3 separate regions of the Rattus norvegicus genome follow, and all the other regions are linked to region 1. A link is a contact called in public Hi-C data. All regions are on one chromosome and are shown on one strand. Each heading gives the region's core, a stretch centred on a gene start, on an enhancer-like site or on the middle of the called end of the contact. The rest is flanking DNA. Distances are from core to core; before and after follow the strand shown.

Region 1 (2,775 bases), core at 135-2,634:
TCCTGATAATTTTCAAATGGACTATGCCCTTCTTAGCCATGTTTTTCAAAATCGTGCTGCTCCCAATGCGAACACTTTCCGTTTTGCTCTATAATGAGAGTACTTTCATTCCTTTAATGTTTGCTTTTTTTCCTTTGATCTAACAATTTCTGTTCAAATTTCACAGTTTTCTGTAGCTTTAGGAATGAAAGAACCGATTACTCTGCTGGGAGCGTGAAACGGATTTTAAAATATATATCTGCATGACATTTCCTTCCAGTGAAATTAATTTAGGTTTAAATACAGGAGAATGGCACAGACCAGCCCCAGTCCCTTTCTCTCATACACCTAGGCAATTCCTTATCCTTAAAGGCTTCAGTTGCACCTGCTGCAGTCTTAGTCTTTTGTGAGGACCCGAACAAGGGGCAGAGGACCACTTTCTTTGTGTAAGACCGATGCCACCTTTGGGATGTCTCTATTTTTATTTTTTTTTAACACCAGTCTCAGAAGCATAGTGGACTTTTGGGGCACGGTCCCTGCCAGTGACTGGAGTACTTCAGTGTAGCCAGATCGGCTCCCTGAGTGGTTTAGGAGACCTACACCAGGGCAGGGACCTTCGATTCCTGACCAACAAAGGACAAATTGTAGGGTGGTGGAAAGGGCGCTTCCCAGCCTCGGTGGCATCCTGGCCTGCTGCCCCGCACCTAATCCTCAGAGACCTCGCCTTCGCCTTCTGGGACCCCCCCCCCCGCACTCCCTCCCCACACTGTGTGGTTGCTCCAGAGCCTAGAGCTTGCTGCCACCTTCCTCCTACAACCCCTCCATCCCCTTCTCTAACTCGGGAAGCAGCGCTGTACACTGCTGCTCGGTCCGCTGCGCGTCCCTGGCGGTTTGCCCAACACCTCGGGGCAGGCTCCGAGTCCTGATGGTCCCCACCCCTTGGTCCTCAGCCTCCCCCAGCAGCCAGGGGTGCTGGAGCTGTCAAGCGGGCAGAGTGGATTCAGCCCGGAGCGCCGGCGTTCCTCTCCTCCTTCCTTTGTGTGCGCGCGCGAGCTGAGTTGGGGAGGAGGGAGAAGGGGGAGGTCGCTGTCTATCTGTCTCCCCCGCCTTTGCCCGGGCCGCTCGAAGTGCGGCGGCGGAGGCTGAATTCTCTAGAGCTGGTGCTGGGAGCCCAGGGGTGCCCAGGTTCCAGTCGCGCGCAGGGAGCGGGCTCGCAGCGGGGACAGCGGGGACGCTGAGAGCGGTGGTCCCATCCTCCTGGCCGGCCGCCTCGGCCTCGCTGCGCCCCTGCCACTCCGACGCCCGTAGCGGAGCGCGCCCAGGCGCCGAGAGGGACAGCGAGCACGAATAAATAGCGGCGGCGGCAGCGCGTCATCTGGCGGAGCAGGAAGTGCAGGCAGAGTCCGGAGGCCGGTGCTTCCCGCGCGTCCCCAGGACTTTGCCATGGGCTGGGGGCCGCGCGGGCTGCGAGCGGCCGGCCGAGGGCAGCGGCGACGCCGCCCGCACCGGGACTGAGCAAGCAGCGACGCGCGGCGCCGAGATGGCAGCGTCCAGCAACTCTAGTCTGTCCGGCTCCTCCGTGTCCTCTGGTGAGTTTCAGCGCGCGGTCGCCTGTGCGGGGATGGAGAGTCTACCTGTGGCCGTCCCGCCCGCTCTAGGAGAGCGTGGCGCGGGGCACCAGCGTCCCCGGGACACTTGTTAAGGTGGTCAGCACCTCCTCGTCTGACCTGTGACAGCGTAGAGGTGGGACTCGGTAGTGTCCTAGGCTTGCGGACCAGGAGTCTGGGGCTCCTGGCGAGCAGTAGCTGCCAGCAGCCTTGCACTTTCTGCACAGCTGGAACGGGGGCAGAAAGCGCCGGGAAGGTGAGGGCACAGCTGAGCTCCGGACCTGTGTATCTTGGCGCCTGCTACCCTGGATACCCAGAGCCAAAGAAGGGTGCAAACCCTAGCTCCTTGCAGACTCGGATTTCTTTGTTTGTTTCAGAAATTAGCTCCTTGGAGACACTCGCTTGGGGCATGGGTTTGAGAGAGCAGCCAGGAGGAAAATGTGTCTTGCTCGTCCTACTAAAGTGGGATAGTGGAATGGAGGTCGAGCCCAGCCTCTCTGACTCCTGGCATGTTTACCCTGTGAACTGTGTGTGTGTGTGTGTGTGTGTGTGTGTGTGTGTGTGTGTGTGTGTGTGTGTAGACAGAGACAGAGAAACAGAGAGAGAGACAGAGACAGACAGAGAGACTGTGAGACAGACACAGAGAGCATGTGTGTGTGCAGGAGCGAGCGAGGGGGGCTCTAGACGCGTTCTTATCCTACGCTGTAATTTTACTTTCAAGGCTTCCATTTTTTTTCTGTGTTAAATGTGGCTGGGTGAAAAAAAGGGCTTTCAGCTTTTCTATGGTTGATCAGCAGGTCTAATTGAACAGAAAAAAAATGATAATGAATGCAAAGGCATAAGAATCAATGGAGGCAGCCCCTCTGGTTTCTGAACATGACAGGTTTCTAATCAGAATGATGCATTAGGTACAGTTCCCCTACCCCTTTGGTCACTGAAAACTTTAATAAGAAACCCTGAAGGGATGGCTGTTAAGACACACAGTTCTGTTTGACATACAGAACTCAAGGGTCAAAGAAAAGTCTTAAAGTCCTAGTGGGAATGCTCTGTGTATTAATATTGTATGGTGTCCCATTGAATTCTTTTTCTTTATTCTCCAAAAATTAAATTCAGTGTGGAGAAGAGATGCAGCATTGGGCAGGAAGGCAGGCATGAAAGGAACCACAGCTGTGGATGTGTAACTAACCAA
Region 2 (2,775 bases), core at 198-2,697, 83 kb before region 1:
GGCCCACACAAGTGGCATAAAGTTCTTACAGATAATCCTCCGTGACATAGCCAGCTCCCACCTGAGAGGTGAGGCCCTGCTCCCAGGGAAAAGGAGAAACCCATGATTGTGATCTGAACAAAACCTCACTGCAAACGTGGGGGCCACTGCAAGAAGGAACTTCTGCTAATTAGTTCTAGGTAAGATGGAATTCAGACCTTTGGAAATATTAATCTTACCATAGTTAAGATTCAAGATATTTAGTTCCCCCATCTCAAAGCTTAAAGTAATTTTCCTCAATACCTGTTATATTTCAAACAGGGTACTCCCTTTGAAATCTTATCACGTGTTTTTTATTTATGCATTTATTTATTTATTTACACTGCACACCTATGAGCGTCAATAAACAAGTTTTGGGAGTTGGTTCTCTCCTGCCACGTAGCTCAGGGGGCCGTCAGATCCTCAGGTTTGATAGGGGTGAATTCAGACCCCACCATCTCTCAGCTCTAGAGGACATATTCTGAATTAAGGCGTTTTAAAGATCATTTTCAAAGAACTGCCCCCCTGCCATCCCAAGTCTCACTCCCTAAACTCATCATGGACACGTCTGAGGAGCCTTCTCTGTGCACAAGCCATGTGCATTCTCCACTTGGGGGCACCACAAATGCTGTAGACACGGTTAAGTGATGAGATCTTGGTGTCTCTCACTGGACCCCAGGTTGTAGGTGTCTCTCCACAGCAGTGAGTTATAGCACCACCATGCTGCATGTATCCAGTACAGTGTGTAAATTCATCCTAATAGCATACACTGTCTGCTCTCTCAAGCTGTGGGTTAGCTCCTACTCACAGCTGGGAAGGGGGTGGGTGGTTGGGATGCACTCTGTAAAGAGTGTGGATGTGAGAGCCACACGGCCAGGACTGGAGTTGCATGTAGCTATTTTAATATTTGTGTGTTCTTGAGTACATGCCTTCATTTCTCTGTGTCTCCATGCAGACACAGGTTGTTATACATATGAGCAGCAGGTACAGGGCATAACACTTCATTCAGTCAGTGTCGTGTATCTTTTTAAAGAGTCAGTTCCGGTTGGGTTTTGGTTTTTTGTTTGTTTTTGTTTGTTTTTTGTTTTTTGGGGTTTTTTTGGGGGGGTTGGGGTTTTTTGGGGTTTTGGGGTTTGTTTTTTTTTGTGGGGGGTGGGTGGGAAGACAGCTAAGTGTGGCTACATATGTGGACAGATAGGCAGGGGAACGCGTGTTCGAGTAATCAAAGGCAGGGCTTTTGAGGTGGTTATTAAAATGTCTTGGGATGGACCCCTGCTAAAGAATTATCTGGTGGATGATGAAGAAAAGAAACCCTTTATGAATGAGTCAGGGGCCTGAGTATAAAACCATTTCGAGCGCTACTGAAATAAGAAGCGATGAAATGCGAAGGCGCGGAGGAATCCTAGACTTGTGGGATCCACGCCTACACATGGATGAAGTCCAAGAGGCTGACCGGTTCTGGTACACAGATAACAAACGAGGCGGTGTTAAGACTCGCCTGCCATCCCCACCGCTAGGGAAGTGAAGATAGAAGTGTGACATCCTGGGCTACACAAACAGACGGGTCAAGAGGAGGGAAAAAGAGGAGTGGGAGAGGAGGGAAAGGAGGCCTGGTTTATCCATTGCCCTCTTAATTCTCTGGCGACCCCTGGTGGCCAGTCACAAACTTGTCTACTCCTTCCTCAATGTTCTAGTCTGTCCATTCGACTGTCAACACTAGCACATTCCACTACTGTCAATAATGGGCAAAGAAAATTATCCTGTGCCTTCATGGATCGTCACTTGGAAGCAAAATTCCTGAAATCTAAACTGGTCCTGACGTGGCCCATTACTTTCCAAGTATCAGCTCTGCTCCCAGACATTTAAACTGTATCTCCAGCCAGACGCAGACAATAGAGACAGATAACAAGACACCGTAGACATAATTTCTATTACACATTACACAGATTGCTGAAATGGAGAGCCAGTAGGTGGGAAGCGGGGACTAAAGACACCGATTTCAGTTCTTTCAATCAACACTGTTGTTCTCGCTTGCTTTCTGTTGCTGTTACAAACACTAGGACCAAAAGCAACTGGGGTGGGAAAGCGCTTATTCCACCTTACATTTTATAATCCGTCATTAAAGGAAACTGAGGCAAAAGCTCAAGGAAGGAACTAAACCAATGACCAGAGGAATGTTGCTTATTGGTTTGCTCAGCTTGCCTTCTTATAACTCGGAAAGATCACCAGCCTAGGGGTGGCACCTGCCCACATAAATCACTAATCAAGAAAAGCCCCCACATTCCAATCTGATAGACGTAACTCTCCAATTGGCATTCACTCTTCCAAGCTGATTATTTTGGGTCACGTCATCAAAAATCTAGCCAGTGATTAAGGGCCCTGAAGGGGATAGGAACTCCACAGGCCGACCAACAGAGTCAACTCACCTGGACCCTTGGGGGCTCTCAGAGACTGAACCACCAACCAAAGAGCATACACGGTCTGAACCTAGGCCTCTCCAAACATCTGTAGCAGATGTGCAGGTCAGTCTTCACGTGGGTCCTGAACAACTGGAGCGGGGACTATCCCACTGTATACAGCCGTTGGCTATATGTGGGATTTGTTCTTCTAGCTGGGCTACCTTGTTTGGCTTTAGTGGGAGAGGATTCACCCTGTAGAGACTTGACGTGTCAGGATGAGGGTATATCCAAGGGGGAGGAGCCTCCACTCTCTCTCAGAGGAGAAGGAGAGGGGAGGGACTATATGGGAGAGGGCAGC
Region 3 (2,775 bases), core at 152-2,651, 77 kb after region 1:
GCTTCCGCCCCCTAAAATATAGAAAGTAAAACATTTTCTGTAATTATCTTCTCTTATATGTCAGCTTTCTTTAATGGTGGGACATAGGGACATCACAAAAAAAATACCACGGCGAAAGAAATCTATGACTATGGGTGGCACTTAGGGTGGCCGTCCACATGCATGACACCATCCTTTTTTTAAAGATACACTTTATTTTTTAATGATTTTAATTTTATTTTATGTGCATTGCTGTTTTGACTGCATTGCATGTCTGGGTGAAGGTGTCAGGTCCTCTGGAACTGGAGTTACAGACAGCTATGAGCTGCCATGTGGGTGCTGGGAATTGAACCTGGTCTCTGTATGAGCAGCCAGTGTAACCACTGAGCCATCTTGCCGGCCCTGCATGGCAGTCTTGGTAGGTTATTCTTGAGATATTGGAATTAATGTGGTCAACAAATGTTTGCTGAGACTCTCATTTGCTTTGCACGTCCGTGCTGCAGGCTCAGTTCTGATCCACCGGAGAGGGACAATGTACAGACAAATGTCTACAAAATGGAGCCAGCAATGCTGGATCAGAGGCAGGGATGGACTGAGGTTTCAGGAAAACTTCCTAGAGCAAGACAGGTGAACCTGATTGATTGGTGCTCCCAGCCTGAATATAGGAGGAAAGGTACGTCTTTCGGAAGGAACAGCCTGCAGGAATGTGTGGCTTCAGTGTAGAGGGGTGGAGTCTAGAGAGACGCTGTGCAATCACTGGACAGTGTGGTGTTCCCTTGTTTCTGAGCGGCCGAGAGCTGTGAGGAGGGGGCGGGGAGGGGTCCTGAGGAGGAAAGGAAGGCAGGCGCCTCTGTGCATCTGGAAGATGATCTGTTGGCAGTGGGGGTCTCTGAATTGAGCTGTAGAAGTGGAGGAGGCAAGGAAAGCTCCTTATTGGGAGTGTGATTCATAAGGAGGCCCCAACTAAGGAAGCAGAAGCTAGGGTGGAGGGAAACGGGGTGTGTGATTGTACCCAGGAGAAGACAGAATTTGTGGAGTAAGGAAGGTAAGGAGGAGTTTTTTAGGATTAACAACACACAGGATGGTTAGTGGGGAAATAAATTGCCTTTTCGGAGTAGCTGAGTTTAGGAGTCTGAGGGCTGTGAAGATGGTGTTAAGCTTTAGGCTGAGGGTAACATGGAGCAGGACACCGGGAGAGCTGGCCGGGAGAGCTGGCCGGAGATAAAGGGACATGCAAGGGACAGTTCAGTTATGGAAGAGAATGGGTTACACGGAGGGATGGGAGGGGATGGGCCGTTGTGCTTCAGGACTCAGAGCATCCTAGGGAGCTGGGTGGTAGGAAGGCCCAGGACTCTGTCAGCCTCCTCCATAAACACTGCAGAGGTGGCAGATGCTGACAAGGCAGTGGCATGACACAGCAGGTCAGGATGGGAATGGTGACCTCACTGGGTTTTCCACTAGCAGCGAAGATCTAACTGATAATGCAGGCCGGCCTAGTTGTCTGCACAAGCAGTCGGTCTCCCTGCACTTTGGTGCATGTGCCTGCTTTGAAAACTCTTTCTCCCTGGACTTTAGAATCAGTTTCAGAAACAAAAGCTGAGTAAATGGACCCACAGCATTTCTGTTGTTGTTGTTGTTGTTGTTATTATTATTATTATTATTATTATTATTATTATTATTATATTATTATTACCAACAGCCTGCTACGGAGACCCCTCAAGTCAATTCAGAAAATGTCCACCGTGTACTATTATAAGCAGGGAAAGTACTGAAATGCATGGCATTTTGAAACACTGTGAAGGTCTGCCACTGTGTTGGCCGATTTCATTGACGTTGGCAAGCCGGAATTGGTTTGCTTTTGCCTCTGCTGGCTGGCCACCCATTCTATTCCACATCTGAACCCTGCAACCCGGGGGTGAATCACTTTGCAGGATAGAAGGAGCCTTATAAACCGTGTTTAATAACAGACCATTGCCAAATGAGTAACGTTTTGATTATTGTGGGGGGAATTTCCCTGCAAAAGGGACGTTAAACTGTGTAGAAGAGTAAAATATTATTTTCTGATTCCTCTGTATGGTAAAGAATCTTTACCTTATGGGGGAAATAGGTCAAAATTTGATAATGTTAGGAATCTCAAACAGTCTCACACATGGCCTTAAGAAATATTTTTTGAGGGTCGGGGATTTAGCTCAGTGGTAGAGCACTTGCTTAGCAAGCACAAGGCCCTGGGTTCGGTCCCCAGCTCCGGAAAAAAAAAGAAATATTTTTTGAGAACCCAGACACAGTGGGTTCTAATAGGAAAAAACCCACATTGTGAAGATCAGGACTGGATGTCTGAGGGTTGAAGGAACGGTGTGGGCTCAGCTTGCTGATGGTGGTTAATACTGCCAACTCTCTCAGAGTAAAACAAACAAACAAATAAATTTGAGAATCCTAAGAGGAGCCACAGAGAAAGACAGGAAAATGACCCACAGAGCAGGGAAGGATGACATGGGTGGCAGACCCATGAAGTGGCAGAGGAGATTAAAACCAAGCTGTGGAAGTGGCCACAGAAAGGACTGCTGGTCAGAAGAGAGGAAACAGAAGCCACCTCTCCCCAGAGGCCTCGCCCACTTTCCCTGCTCATATCTAAAAGGGAATTGGTCTGTAGATGAGCAAACACCATTGAATTCAACCAATTTTTTTTCTGGTGCCATAAGTGCCTGCTAACAGGGCCTAGCAGCCTACAAGGGCCTGCTACCATTGCAAGTGCTTTGTGAACAATCTCATATAAATCTATAGTAATCTGTCTTACTT

The links. A called contact is a pair of places that touch in the nucleus more often than the background predicts.
Region 2: a Hi-C map of Schwann cells shows a contact between it and region 1, with 5 times the contacts expected there. The contact joins the enhancer-like site here to the promoter of Chn2 in region 1. A contact is called at or near these places in 4 of 12 Hi-C or Micro-C datasets (the A7r5 cell line, Schwann cells, kidney and 1 more).
Region 3: a contact with region 1 is called in a Hi-C map of liver, with 1.8 times the contacts expected there. The contact joins the enhancer-like site here to the promoter of Chn2 in region 1. A contact is called at or near these places in 2 of 12 Hi-C or Micro-C datasets (kidney and liver).

The regions. Positions count from the first base shown.
Region 1 is chr4:84,477,605-84,480,379 of GRCr8, forward strand. It overlaps Chn2 (chimerin 2), which reads left to right and starts at 1,385. Exons shown (of 13, transcript NM_032084.2): 1 at 1,385-1,568. The coding sequence starts at 1,520.
Region 2 is chr4:84,394,469-84,397,243 of GRCr8, forward strand. The region is part of intron 3 of Cpvl (carboxypeptidase, vitellogenic-like); the gene reads right to left. Among named protein-coding and RNA genes, the nearest start is that of Cpvl, 20 kb to the right of the region's middle. Within about 2 kb of position 1,448, at least 7 of the 93 cell types and tissues checked have an H3K27ac peak or open chromatin away from gene starts, as enhancers often do. A contact at or near this core is called in the A7r5 cell line and Schwann cells, where this site is marked.
Region 3 is chr4:84,554,305-84,557,079 of GRCr8, forward strand. The region is part of intron 1 of Chn2 (chimerin 2); the gene reads left to right. Among named protein-coding and RNA genes, the nearest start is that of Chn2, 77 kb to the left of the region's middle. Within about 2 kb of position 1,402, at least 5 of the 93 cell types and tissues checked have an H3K27ac peak or open chromatin away from gene starts, as enhancers often do. A contact at or near this core is called in liver, where this site is marked.